2 separate regions of the Mus musculus genome follow, and region 1 is linked to region 2. The links are chromatin contacts, called in public HiCAR-type maps. All regions are on one chromosome and are shown on one strand. The core of a region is the stretch at or near the end of the contact, and the rest is flanking DNA. Distances in the headings are between cores, read along the strand shown. Region 1 has its middle 210 kb from the start of Gm26178. Region 2 has its middle 64 kb from the start of Gm41326.

Evidence for each region. HiCAR-type assays count read pairs that join an accessible place to other places.
Region 1: a contact with region 2 is called in a HiCAR-type map of fibro-adipogenic progenitors, with 7 times the contacts expected there. The contact joins two enhancer-like sites. A contact is called at or near these places in 3 of 484 Hi-C or Micro-C datasets (the 3T3-L1 cell line, 3T3-L1-derived adipocytes and embryonic fibroblasts) and 2 of 115 datasets of contacts at active chromatin or transcription factors (astrocytes and fibro-adipogenic progenitors).

The regions. Positions count from the first base shown.
Region 1 is chr15:57,028,785-57,035,032 of GRCm38.p6, reverse strand. No RefSeq gene overlaps it. Among named protein-coding and RNA genes, the nearest start is that of Gm26178, 210 kb to the left of the region's middle. Within about 2 kb of position 1,807, at least 6 of the 459 cell types and tissues checked have an H3K27ac peak or open chromatin away from gene starts, as enhancers often do.
Region 2 is chr15:56,342,827-56,348,788 of GRCm38.p6, reverse strand. No RefSeq gene overlaps it. Among named protein-coding and RNA genes, the nearest start is that of Gm41326, 64 kb to the left of the region's middle. Within about 2 kb of position 4,063, at least 28 of the 459 cell types and tissues checked have an H3K27ac peak or open chromatin away from gene starts, as enhancers often do.

The DNA of each region.
Region 1 (6,248 bases), core at 558-3,057, 690 kb before region 2:
TTTTTTGTCCTTCATGGACAACCACATAAATATAAGAAAAGTATTAGCTCAGTGTCTCTTTTTCACATTCTTATTTGAAAGCAAATCTGAGCTTAAAGTTTTTCACTGAAGTTCCAAAGGCTGTTTGCCTCTATTCTGCTGTGAAAATAGATTTGATTATATCCATCACTGCCTAAAATTTTTTGTCTTATTCCAGACATTCTGTGAGTTGGTTCCCAAAAGACAGGAAGATTAATGATAATTTATTTACTCCCATATTTTTATCCTGCAATTAATTTTATAACCCATATGACAATTTTTAAAAAAATCAAAGTCAGCCATAATTTCAATTTGAATTCTTAAACAGCTATGGAAATGGTTTAGCTCTCAAAACATTAAGCACTGATATAACAATGTTCTACATCTTTATTAACTTTTTCATATACTTCACAAAAGGATAAAATAAAATATTGGTCCTAGAAATTCTCTGAAAGTCTAATTTCTTGACTCATTCACAGAATATTTAGGTGGGCAAATAATGAGCCTTAGACACTGAATTGTTTATTTTTATGAAAAAAAAGAGAGAAATCTTCCAATCCTGCCTTCATGAAGCTTATAGTCTAACAGGTTAAAAAGACTTAACAAATAAACAACAACAAAAAAATCAGCCTATTGAGTTTGTTCTATGTTAGCCACCTACGCCTGGATATGGGGCCTGTCCTGGAATGTGGTTGAAATACCCAATGAGATTCCACTGGAGAAAACTATTAGCCAGTGGGTCTTAATTTCAAATAGCCTTTTTGTTAAGTTTGAGACCCTGTGTCCACTTCTCCACTCAGCGTTGAGAACCCATCTAGCTTAAGTCCTATGCACACTGCCACCAAGTCTGTAAGTCCATATGTGATACAATCCTACTGTGTCTGTAAGACTATTGATGAACAATGTGATTTATGTTACAATCATGAAAGAAATGTTATAGTGTTCTGTATAAAGTGTGGTTATTGACTAAAACATATTGATAAGAGGTTAGCTAAGACAAGGTTATCTCTTTGGGAATAGAAATAATTTAATATAATTTTAACTTGTATTTTCATTAATTTTTATTGTTTCCACTATTGAAAAAAATTTTGGCACTGTATTTGGGAGATATTGTCCTATATGTTGAAGGGACTACAATAATTAGTAGCATATGTCACTTGCAGACTAAAAAGTGCACTATGTAGATATAAAAATTGTTAAATTAGAAAATAAAACATGGTTGAAAGCCTTAAGAAAACTAAAAAGAAATTCAGGTAAAATTTAGAGTTTGACAAAGAAATTTTAAATAAGACCCAATAAAATAATTTGTGGAAAAATTTAACAGTCCTTTTTACAAAAAAAAAGTAATATTTGGAAAGGATTCCTCTATTGTTAGGTTTTGGCAATTTTTGTTATGATCTGTCAAAATGAAAAAATTATTGAATGAAGATTTCCCTTTGAGAACTAAGCAACAGGCTAACTTTTGTTTCTGACCAGAGCAAAACCATGACATATTAGTTCAAAATAATGAAGTAAATGTTATAAACATAAAATAAGTGGATTGGGAGATGGAACACAGCTAAAGAGGACGGAAAACAAAAACAAACAGCAGAAGTTGAGAAGGACCCTTACCATTTATGTAGTTTTTGAGTTCCTTCTGGTCCTCACAATCAAACTACAACAGATCTGGAAAAATGGCTCACCACTCTGACATTCATCTTAGGCAAAACTCTACTATAGCATATTTGTTCTCATTGGCATGAGTACTGTCTTGGGAGCTGTACTGTTTGACATATGAATCACCAAACGCCCTACATCTGATTTCATGTCTATGAAGCAACATTCTAATTAAGATTTGGCTTTGCTGCACATCTGCCTACAGGGACACAGGGGCTGATTTTATAGACTTTGAGTATGTCAAATTCTCATGAAACTGTGCAGTAGCTTCTCATTATGTTTTGGCATCCTGTTTATCTTGACTACATGGAGAAAATAAATTGCTTACATGAACTCTTTGGTTGTGTGACAATAACATAATGTTTCTCATGAGTGTTTTTCTTTCACCTGGAACTTTTGTTTAGTTTGACTTGCTTAAACATAACATACTGATCAACACTAACATACTACATAGAAGCTATTTCATGGGTAGTATATGTATTAGAGCAACATGTAACACCCTGTAACAACTTGGTTCAAACAGTGGAGTTTTAAATAAGATTTAAAAATCTTCCTGTCAAAATATGTACATGAAATTGGTAGATAGAGCGTGAAAAGGTTTTTCGGCAACTATAGGCTGATACAAGGTTTCTGCACTCTATGTATTTTTAGATTCCTTTAAAAATTGGCTCTCCTTTTGACATTTCCCCATTTCCTTGCAAGTGAGGAGTGAATAAAGAGACAATTTATAGTAGAAGAACAAACATTTGTGAAATACTAATGTAAATTCATTTATTTTAGACTCAGTGCCTTCTTTAGGATAATTGGAAGCATATTCACATCAGAATAACTTTGTAAACATTAAAATGAATCAATATATGTACATATAGCAAATGAACTAGTTTATATACTAAGGGCTACATGTCTTTTAACTTCATTTTTATATCTTGAAATTGAGTTGATAATTATAGTAATCTTACATAGCTATGATGTGCTTCAAATCAGGGAATAAACATGAATCAGGGGATACAAATAACAAAGATTTCAGTATGTATTGCTATGAATTTTGTGCTTAGAAATGTCATAAGGTCACACTGCTATCAAAAATTATACAGGGTCATGGTGGGAGTGAAAATTCTGTTATCCATGTGGTTCTCATATTTTACATTTCGATGCCTATAACTTTACCAGCTATGTTTTCTAGTTCTGTGAATTCCTTTTTTAAAATTTTTAATTAGGTATTTTCCTCATTTACATTGCCAATGCTATCCCAAAAATCCCCCATAACCTCCCCCCCACTCCCCTACCTACCCACTCCCACTTCTTGGCCCTGGTGTTCCCCTGTACGGAGGCATATAAAGTTTGCACGACCAATGGGCCTCTCTTTCCACTGATGGCCAACTAGGCCATCTTCTGATACATAAATTCCTTTTTTCCTCACAAATCTATGCTTCTTAGTGAGTTTTATCCTCTTTATCATCTTCATATTCTCTCTCTCTCTCTCTTTGTCTCTCTCTGTCTGTCTGTCTCTCTCTCTCTCTTTCTGTCTCTCTCTGTCTCTCTGTTTCTGTCTCTTTCTCTCAGGCATGCATCTGCATTGTTGTTTCATTATATGTGCATAAAAATCAAGGAAAACTTGTACTAGGGGATAATCTACATACTACAATGACTCTTACAACCATGAAGTTGACACACATAGTCAGAGGCACTGTTCTGGAAACTATAAGAGGTTTTTGAATAACTCCAATATGTCATTTTCAAGTGGCATACCACTTATTACTGTTTCAATAAATATTTATTGAGCATCCAGTATGAGTCAATTTTTGCATTTGGCACCAGAGCTATAAACAGCTGCCTGTGTCTTGCTCTGTTGGAGAACAGAGATTTAAGGAGATACAACTGTTGCAAAAGAAATGATGCATTTAAATATTAAATTGCAAAAGTGAAAACTGGCACTAAAGTGCAATCTTTTCTATGTGTTTCTGTGTTTTAAAACATGTATTGGATAGAATCAGAATATTTGAAGACATTTTTGCCAGCTAGGAATACTGAGAAGAAATCTCAAAAGAATTTGTTTGTTTGTTTAAAGAATATAAGGAAAGGCCAGAATAAAGGTTCTACTGGTCTTGTGAACAATTACCATCTTGTATGTCATTTCCTAGATTATCTATGATATTACATACTTTTCTGTTTTATAATCAACATTTTTCTTTCCATATAGGATTACTACAAAATGATTCTTCAAGTATCTGTCCAATTTGAAAAATCTAGTTCATGACATTGCTAAGTCATATAGTTCATCGAAAAATGTGTCCCCCACAAAGAACAAATGGATTACTTTATAGTTAATATTACAAGCTTTATGAGGGCTGTCATCCACCTATTTATCAACCTAGCTGTCATCCACCTATTTATCAACCTAAAACTGTTTTGCAAAAGCATCTACTAAGTCCTGTCTCATAAATGTACACATAATAGTAATAATGTCTAGTAGATTAGTAGATGTATATTAATATAATAAAATGCAAAGAATTAAAGATAGTTCTCAAAAATATAAAACAATTGCACAATTCAAATACATTATCTGTCAAAAATTCCAATTAACTCCTGGATCTTTGGTGAAACTGATCAGATAAATTATAGGGGCAAGGTAGGTAAGAAATAAGTTGCTGAAGGCAAATTTCATATTACTGAGTTTGATATCTGTAATTCAAGAAAGTATTGTTATCATTCACTTTAATAACCTAGACATTTTCATTCTTATGGATCAGATCAAGCAATATTGATTTTCAACTTGACAAGACATAGATTCACTTAGAAGACAAACTCCTGGGTATGTCTATGAAGGAATTTCTACATTAAGTTAGTTGGGGTGGGAAAACCTACTTTACACATATCATTTCCCTATCTGGACTAAAATATAATTAATAAATAAAAAAATAAAGCCAGCTAAGAACTGATTTCTAAATGCAGAAGCAATGAAAGGAGCCATCTCCTAACATGGCTTCCTTGCTACAGTAGACTCACACTGTTAGCCAAAATGAATACCCCCTACTTTCTGTTGCTTTAGTCAGGTATTTTCCCCCCAACAGTGATGAGTAATATATACCCCAAAGGAGTGACCATGATCAGTGACTCAAACCATCCTGAATCTGAATATATTGAATACCATCTGAATTAAATATCTTCTTTCCACTAAATTGTTATTCACAACCTAAATTTACATTCTGTAACTATTTTTGTTATTATTTTATTAGAAACTTTCTTTATTTACATTTCAAATGTTATCCCCTTTCCTGGTTTCCCCTCCAAAAAAACCCCTATCCTCTTCTCTTTCCCCCCTCCCCCTGTTCCCCAACCCTCCTGCTCCCATATCTGGTCCTGGCATTCCCCTATACTGGGCATAGATCCTTCACAGGACCAAGAGCCTCTCCTCCCATTGATGACTGACTAGGTAATCCTTTGCTACATATACAGCTAGAGCCACAAGTTCTGCCATGTGTTTGGTTTTGTTGTTGTTGTTTTTCTTTATTGGTAGTTTAGTTCTAAGGAGCTTTGGGGGTACTGGTTAGTTCATATTGATGTTCATCCTATGGGACTTCAAACCCTTTTAGCTTCTTGGGCACTTTCTCTAGCTTCATCATTGGGGAACTTGTGCTATGTTCAGTGGATAATTGTGAGCATACACTTCTGTATTTGCCAGGCAGAGGCAGAGCCCCTCAGGAGACAGCTATATCAGGCTCCTGTCTGCAAGCACTTGTTGGCATCTGCCATAGTGTCTGGGTTTAGTGGTTGTTTGTGGGATTGATCCCCAAGTGGGGCAGTCTCTGGATGGTCATTCCTTCAGTCTCTGCTCCAAACTTTGTCTCTGTAACTCCTTTCATGGGTATTTTGTTCCCCATTCTAAGAAGGATTCTGAGCTTCTGGGCTAATATCCACTTATCAGTGAGTGCATATCATTTGTGTTCTTTTGTGATTGGGTTACCTCACTCAAGATGATATCCTCCAGATCTGTCCATTTGCCTAGGAATTTCATAAATTTATTGTTTTTAATATCTGAGTAGTACTCCATTGTGTAAATGTACCACATTTTCTTTTTTTAAAATATTTTTTATTATTACGTATTTTCCTTAATGACATTTAGAATGCTATCCCAAAAGTCCCCCATACCCTCCCCCCCCTTCCCTACCCACCCATTCCCATTTTTTGGCCCTGGCGTTCCCCTGTACTGGGGCATATAAAGTTTTTGTGTCCAATGGGCCTCTCTTTCCAGTGATGGCCGACTAGGCCATCTTTTGATACATATGCAGCTAGAGTCAAGAGCTCTGGGGTACTGGTTAGTTCATAATGTTGTTGCACCTACAGGGTTGCAGATTTCTTTAGCTCCTTGGATACTTTCTTTAGCTCCTCCATTGGGGGCCCTGTGCTCCATCCAATAGATGACTGTGAGCATCTACTTATGTGTTTGCTAGGCCCCGGCCTAGTGTACCACATTTTCTATATCCATTCCTCTGTTGAGAGACATATGGGTTCTTTCCATCTTCTGGCTATTATAAATAAGGCTGCTATGAACATAGAGGAGCATGTGTCCTTAT
Region 2 (5,962 bases), core at 2,814-5,313:
GTGCAGTGGCAAAGTAAACTGAAAAGCACTAGAATTATCATTTGCTGCCCCATGGGACAATGTATAATTTGATAATCTATGTGATCCTGACTAACCCACTTATAGTGGAATGAACTATATTGGAATTATTTCTTAGAAACTCCATGGTTATTTAGCAGCAGGCAACATTTGTAGGTATCCATTGTTGTTATTTCTTTGTGTGCTTTTACATAGCTTCGAAAAACTAAATTAGCTTCTTTCAACAGCCTGGACAGATTTCACTAAAGTACAAGCATAATAATGGCTGAAGCTTAGAACTAAGCTTTAAGACTGAGATCTCACATTGTCTACCAAAGCACCTGGCTGACCATTTTTAAAAGCAGCTATAAATTGTTCAACAAGCCTGAGGCAATGCATTCACAGGGTTATCATTAGACATTGAAATCGGCAGCCAGGCAGTAGAGACTCATGCCTTTAATCCCAGCAGAGGCATGGAGATCAGAGCAGGAAGCAGAGGCAGGGAGATCAGTGAGTTCAAGGCCAGCATGATCTTCAAAGTGAGTTCTGGGACAGCCAGGGCTACAAAGAGAAACTCTTTCTTGAGAGAGAGAGAGAGAGAGAGAGAGAGAGAGAGAAGAAAAAGAAAAATTGAAATCAGCAAGGAAACGAAAAATTTAAATATTGCACATCTATACAATACTGACTGTAATATATATATATATATATATATATATATATATATATATATATATATATGGACTTCATTGTAGTCTCATTGTATCCTTCTTTTCAAAGGAGAGACTGAGAAACTGAGGCACCAGGAAGACATAGAACACGATATAATAAGATCCAGGAATTGTACTGCTCAGGCTCTTGACCACACTGCCTTTAACTTCTCCTCTGGAAGGCCAAGAAATTTTAATATACATGATTTCAAATTGAACACACTGATCTGAATTCCTTAAGAGACCTCTACCCCAACGAGAAAAAAGTATTTCCCATCTTAAATGAAAAAATTGTTTGCATCTTATGCCTGGCTACTTTCCCAGTCTTGTTTTCCTTCACTTTAAGACTTTAATAATTTCTTCGACTGTCAATGCCAATGCATGAGTGCCCCTGACTGCACCATGAAAATACCTTTAGAATCGCTCCTTCCATCTTTCCACTCTATTTTGTATATATGTATTTACACCTATCATTTATTATAACATAAATGTACTTGCCATATAAGTTTCGATTTTTGTTATATTGTACTATGCTTCATATTTATGCCTATGTGTAAGACAAGTACTTTTAAAAAAATACACAATTGAATGATAAGTTACATTTTTAAATTATTTTTTATCAGACATAATACAAAACCCAACTCAAACTGTGTCAAACAGTAAAACGTAAATGTGTGTGGTGAAAGAAAGACCTTTGTTTTCGCTCAGAAATAGATGGTAGCCATTTCTTTCCAGCCCATTGCTTCCTCAGACATGCCAGCTTTAACACTAGACTAACTTCCCTAAGTGATCACAGTATGGCAGGTTATAATTTACAGAGCTATAAAAGTAGTCCACTCTGTATGCAGGAAAAAAATGCCATTTTTCTCCCAACTGAACTAACAGTATTCCTACCTTTATTCTGCTAAGATTGACCTAAGTAGGCATAACCAAGAAAGTATTTTATACATATCAACTTAAGCCTAATTGAAGTGCCCAGCCCTAACCTGAGGATGTATGTAGATGAGAATTAGCTAATACTGTGATTCTCAACCCAGGATTGTTAGCAAATCCATTCTCCCTCAATCATGTGTTTAATACACAAGAGTGGCATAGGGTAAATGCTGAGAGTAAATCAAAGTTTATCGTATGTAGCAAGAATGAGTGGATAGATTTTATTTCTGAGTCATTTCCTCAGTCTACCTGAGACTCACTAATTTATATTGAACAAAACTTTATTTTTAAAGTTCTGATAGTTAGCATGTCAAAAGATTAAGAATAGGCACCTGGCAAACAAACAAACAAACAAACAAACAAAAAAAAAAACCCTTCCAGCTTATGTCATGCCATGGTAGAAGGAAGAAGAATCAAGAATGACAGATATTAAAAAAATAAATAAAAAGGTGAGAGGCAGCAAAGAGTGAGGGAGTTCTTGACAGTATCACAATGAAAATTCAGTTGTAACCTTTGTAACCATTCAATAGTGGAGTACCATGACACTCTGCCCATACTTTCAAACGGTCTTTTATAGCGATAAGTAGAAGGTAATGTGGTGTTGCAGTCTGCTGTCTTATTGTAATTCCCCCACTCCTGTGCAGCCCAGTAAAATACAGAAAGTCCCTAGAGCCTTCACTTCACTGACAATCTCACAATGCCCTTAAAAACTGGGCCAAGGATTTCTCTCCAAATCAGAAGATCCAATTTTCCCAAGGGGTGTCTGGGACAGACAGGAAATTGTTATTAACCAAATGACTCACATGCTGAATCACAAAACAAGAACCATTTGGGGAAAGGTCGCCCCTCTTGGCTGTAACTGCAGAATGTGTTTCCAGTTAAGTAGACACCCTGAGGCCCCAGTGACAAGAAGCCAAGACTGACCAACATCATCTTAGCAGCACTGCTGATGCTTGCGTTGGGATGCCTCACAACTCAAGCACCCCTACACCATTTGGAGTTTTGCATCTTTGAAATTCCCAAGGAAATGTCCTCTGGAGAAATTACAAAACTTCCTTGATGCCAGGAACCCAAATGTATGTTTCAAGGAAAGGCTAACAATTCTCCACAAAGATGTCAACTCCCAGAGAGGTTCCATAGCCAGTTATTTCATTTCTTTACTTCCGAATGATTTACACATTATTTTCTTGCTGCCCTACAGATGAGTATTTATTTGCTTTATTATTTAAATATACTGATGTCTAGAGTGATAAATCAAAGTGTAGTTCAACAAAGGATAAAACCTGGAAGCTTAAGTTAAAGTATGAGTGTTATTTTTCATCCAGGTACACTGCTCTAAGATTCAGTAAGTACTCAGTGTCTTTCCCTTTGAACATATTAACTAAGAATCCTCAGATTTTATCTCCCAGGACATTATTCTGCCATCCATTCATTTATAGTCTCATTTACAGAACACAAATATATTGAATGTCTATTATGTGAATACATTCAAAGATATATGATGAGTCAACTGACTTGGGTCTGACCTCAAAGAATCATGTCTCAAGTTTTGGTCCTTCCCCTACCAGTTCTGTGGGAAAGAGTATCCCTCCTTCATTGAGTCTGAGAAGAGGCTGATAGGCCAGAGAGGTGATGGACTTAGGTATCTCTGCTGTTGTCTCCACTCTTTTAGTTTCCCACTGGACTAGGACCAGGTTTCAAGGTGTTAATGCTCCCTTGATTGTCGACATCTCAATACAGAGGAGATCTCTGAAATTTTTCCTGTAGTTAGTTCTTTCTTTGTTTCAGTGCTAGAAAGCACTCCACAAGTTAAGCAAGTGCCTTACCACTGAGCAACTAACCACAGCCCAGGAGCTGTTAAACTGCGTAGTTAATTACATACTCAACTACAGTAGTAAGAGAGGACATGAAATTACTTGCAACTAGTAATAATCGCCCTATTCTCTGCTCAATTAACTTCCCTGGATAGGAAGAGCTAACTTAGAGTTCTCTCTTGGACAAACTAAACAGTCTGGATACACTTTAATTTATGCCACTGACCCTGAAGTTCAATCATAGTTTTTATTTAAACTTATACCTTTTAGAAAGCCCAATTAATTTAATCATGTGGCAGGTAACTCACACAGTTACCTTTGAGCTCCAAACAGTAAATCTAATGATTCTTTTTGTCAGTGCCATTTACACCCAATTAAATTGGTATTCTCAACACTTAAGCATGAGTGTCTACTAGACTGATAAAGAAAGATTCATGAGTTATCCACATTTAATGATTCAGCTGTTGTTAGAGAGGGGACCCAGCTAGGGGGAGGGGGAGGGGGAGGGGCAAACCAGTTTCTTTTTTCCAACTTTCTCTCTCTCCATAGAGAAGAGAGCTTACAATGCACCACAGTGTGTGAACAGAGCTGTGTGCAGTGTTACCATTGAGCAATAATAGATGACTTGTGCTCCCCAGACTTAACAGGCCAGTGAGCAGCATCAAGCTGCAGATGGACTGCTCTGAGGCTGCCACGCACTAAAAAAGGATGAGAAATAAAAGTGTCTACGGCTATTGTAGACATATTTACTCCTTGGTAGGCGATTCCCATAGCGACAACAACAACAACAAGAAACTGTTACTGCTAATGGAGGTGGGAAGTTTTCACTGCAAAAGGGTGTGATAATGGCCCAGGACCTGAACCTTATCTGCATGCAACCACCCCCTCTAGTGATAATTTAGTGAATGGACAGGCTTTTTCTAGTTTCCTTTGGCAACAAGTTTCTCATTGCCATATGTTATGGCTCTTAGCTCCAAAAGCATAATATTGTTACATTAAATTAGCATGACTTATTTTTAAGATACTTCTAAAACTTCATTGTTGTGGGTCACTTGGTTCTTGCTTTCTGAGTCTCCCCCCTGCTTTTTGTATTTTAACTTGAATCTAGGAAATATCCAATTTGCTGGAATGAAAAAAGACTTCTCAATACCCTTGTCTACATGCCCCTTCTGGAAAGCCAGATAAAGAGTAAAATACAACACAAAGGACTACTAAATTCATGGGATCACTGTTATTTCTTTCTAGGAAGAGGGCCTGAAATATTCTTACAATCTTAGTGATCTCCCTTTGTGCCACTGTTTCTCCGACTTTCTCAACTCTCTCACCCCGTGACTATATCCAAGCAATGTCCAATGCAAAATCCTCGGTCTTCAGGGCAGGATTCACTACCCAAAAGTGCTCATGGGAGAGGCTAAATATAGTTACAAGAATACATATCTTCATACCCATACCCTTCCATAATCTCTCAGACTTTACAAAAGGCTCCAACCTTCCAAGAAGTCCCGACTCAAGTCTCAGTCTCTCCACTGTTCCATAATGTAGGATTTTATAAGCTTTTCTTTTTATTTCTACTTTCTTTGGGAGCCATGAAATGTATTCTTCTGCTACTGTTCTTTATATGAGTATTTGTGAACTCTTTGCAATAATGACTTCCTTGGCAACAAGACCCTTTTTGAATTCTCTATTTAACTGTAATTGTCCAGATGATGAGATTTTTATTTGATTGATTTTTACAAGTAATTTGTTGGGATACATTTTTCTAAGAGAGCTATTAGACAATGGGAAACCCAAGTTCCTTGTGAGATACAGATTCCTGGCTACTGCTCCAGGAAGGCATAATGACAGGAGACACTAACAATGAAGAAAACAGAGAGAAACAAAATTGTATCTCCAACAAGGGAGCAATAGCACGATACATTGTGGGGAATTCTCTAGACTAAAGCTTCCTAGTACATCCTCATGAAAGTGCTGCAGCTTTACCCCCCCCCCACACACACACTCACACTACATAAATAAACGTAATGTTTTTTTTTAGAAAGTAAAAACTATAAAATGAGGGAAACCCATCAAAGACATTAGAAATGACAAGCATCACAGGCTTGAATTCATTTAATTATACGGATGAAGATTTATAGGACTAGAGAATACTATTGTGCTTTAAAAAACATAGTAAGGGAAAACTAGACCTCAAATATTCGTTGATCATATTTGTTCACTCTTCCATTGTAAATGGAAGAAGCACTTTTGTACTGGATGATCTCAAAGAGGACATTTCAAAAATTTCAGCTTTGGTAATCCCCTTGGTGCTTGGATTCAGAAAACTTTCCATAGTGTAAAATTCTGGTATCTATATCTTTCTTCTTCCTCTTCTTCACCCTTTCCTCACAATTCTTGGCAGTAGTGACACTTTCAGTTCATTTTGTCAGAAGGCTCCCCACTTTTTGGTAGTAGTAGCAAACGTGACAGAGTGTATTTGACATCAGAAATAACTTGAACCCTATCTCTAATTAT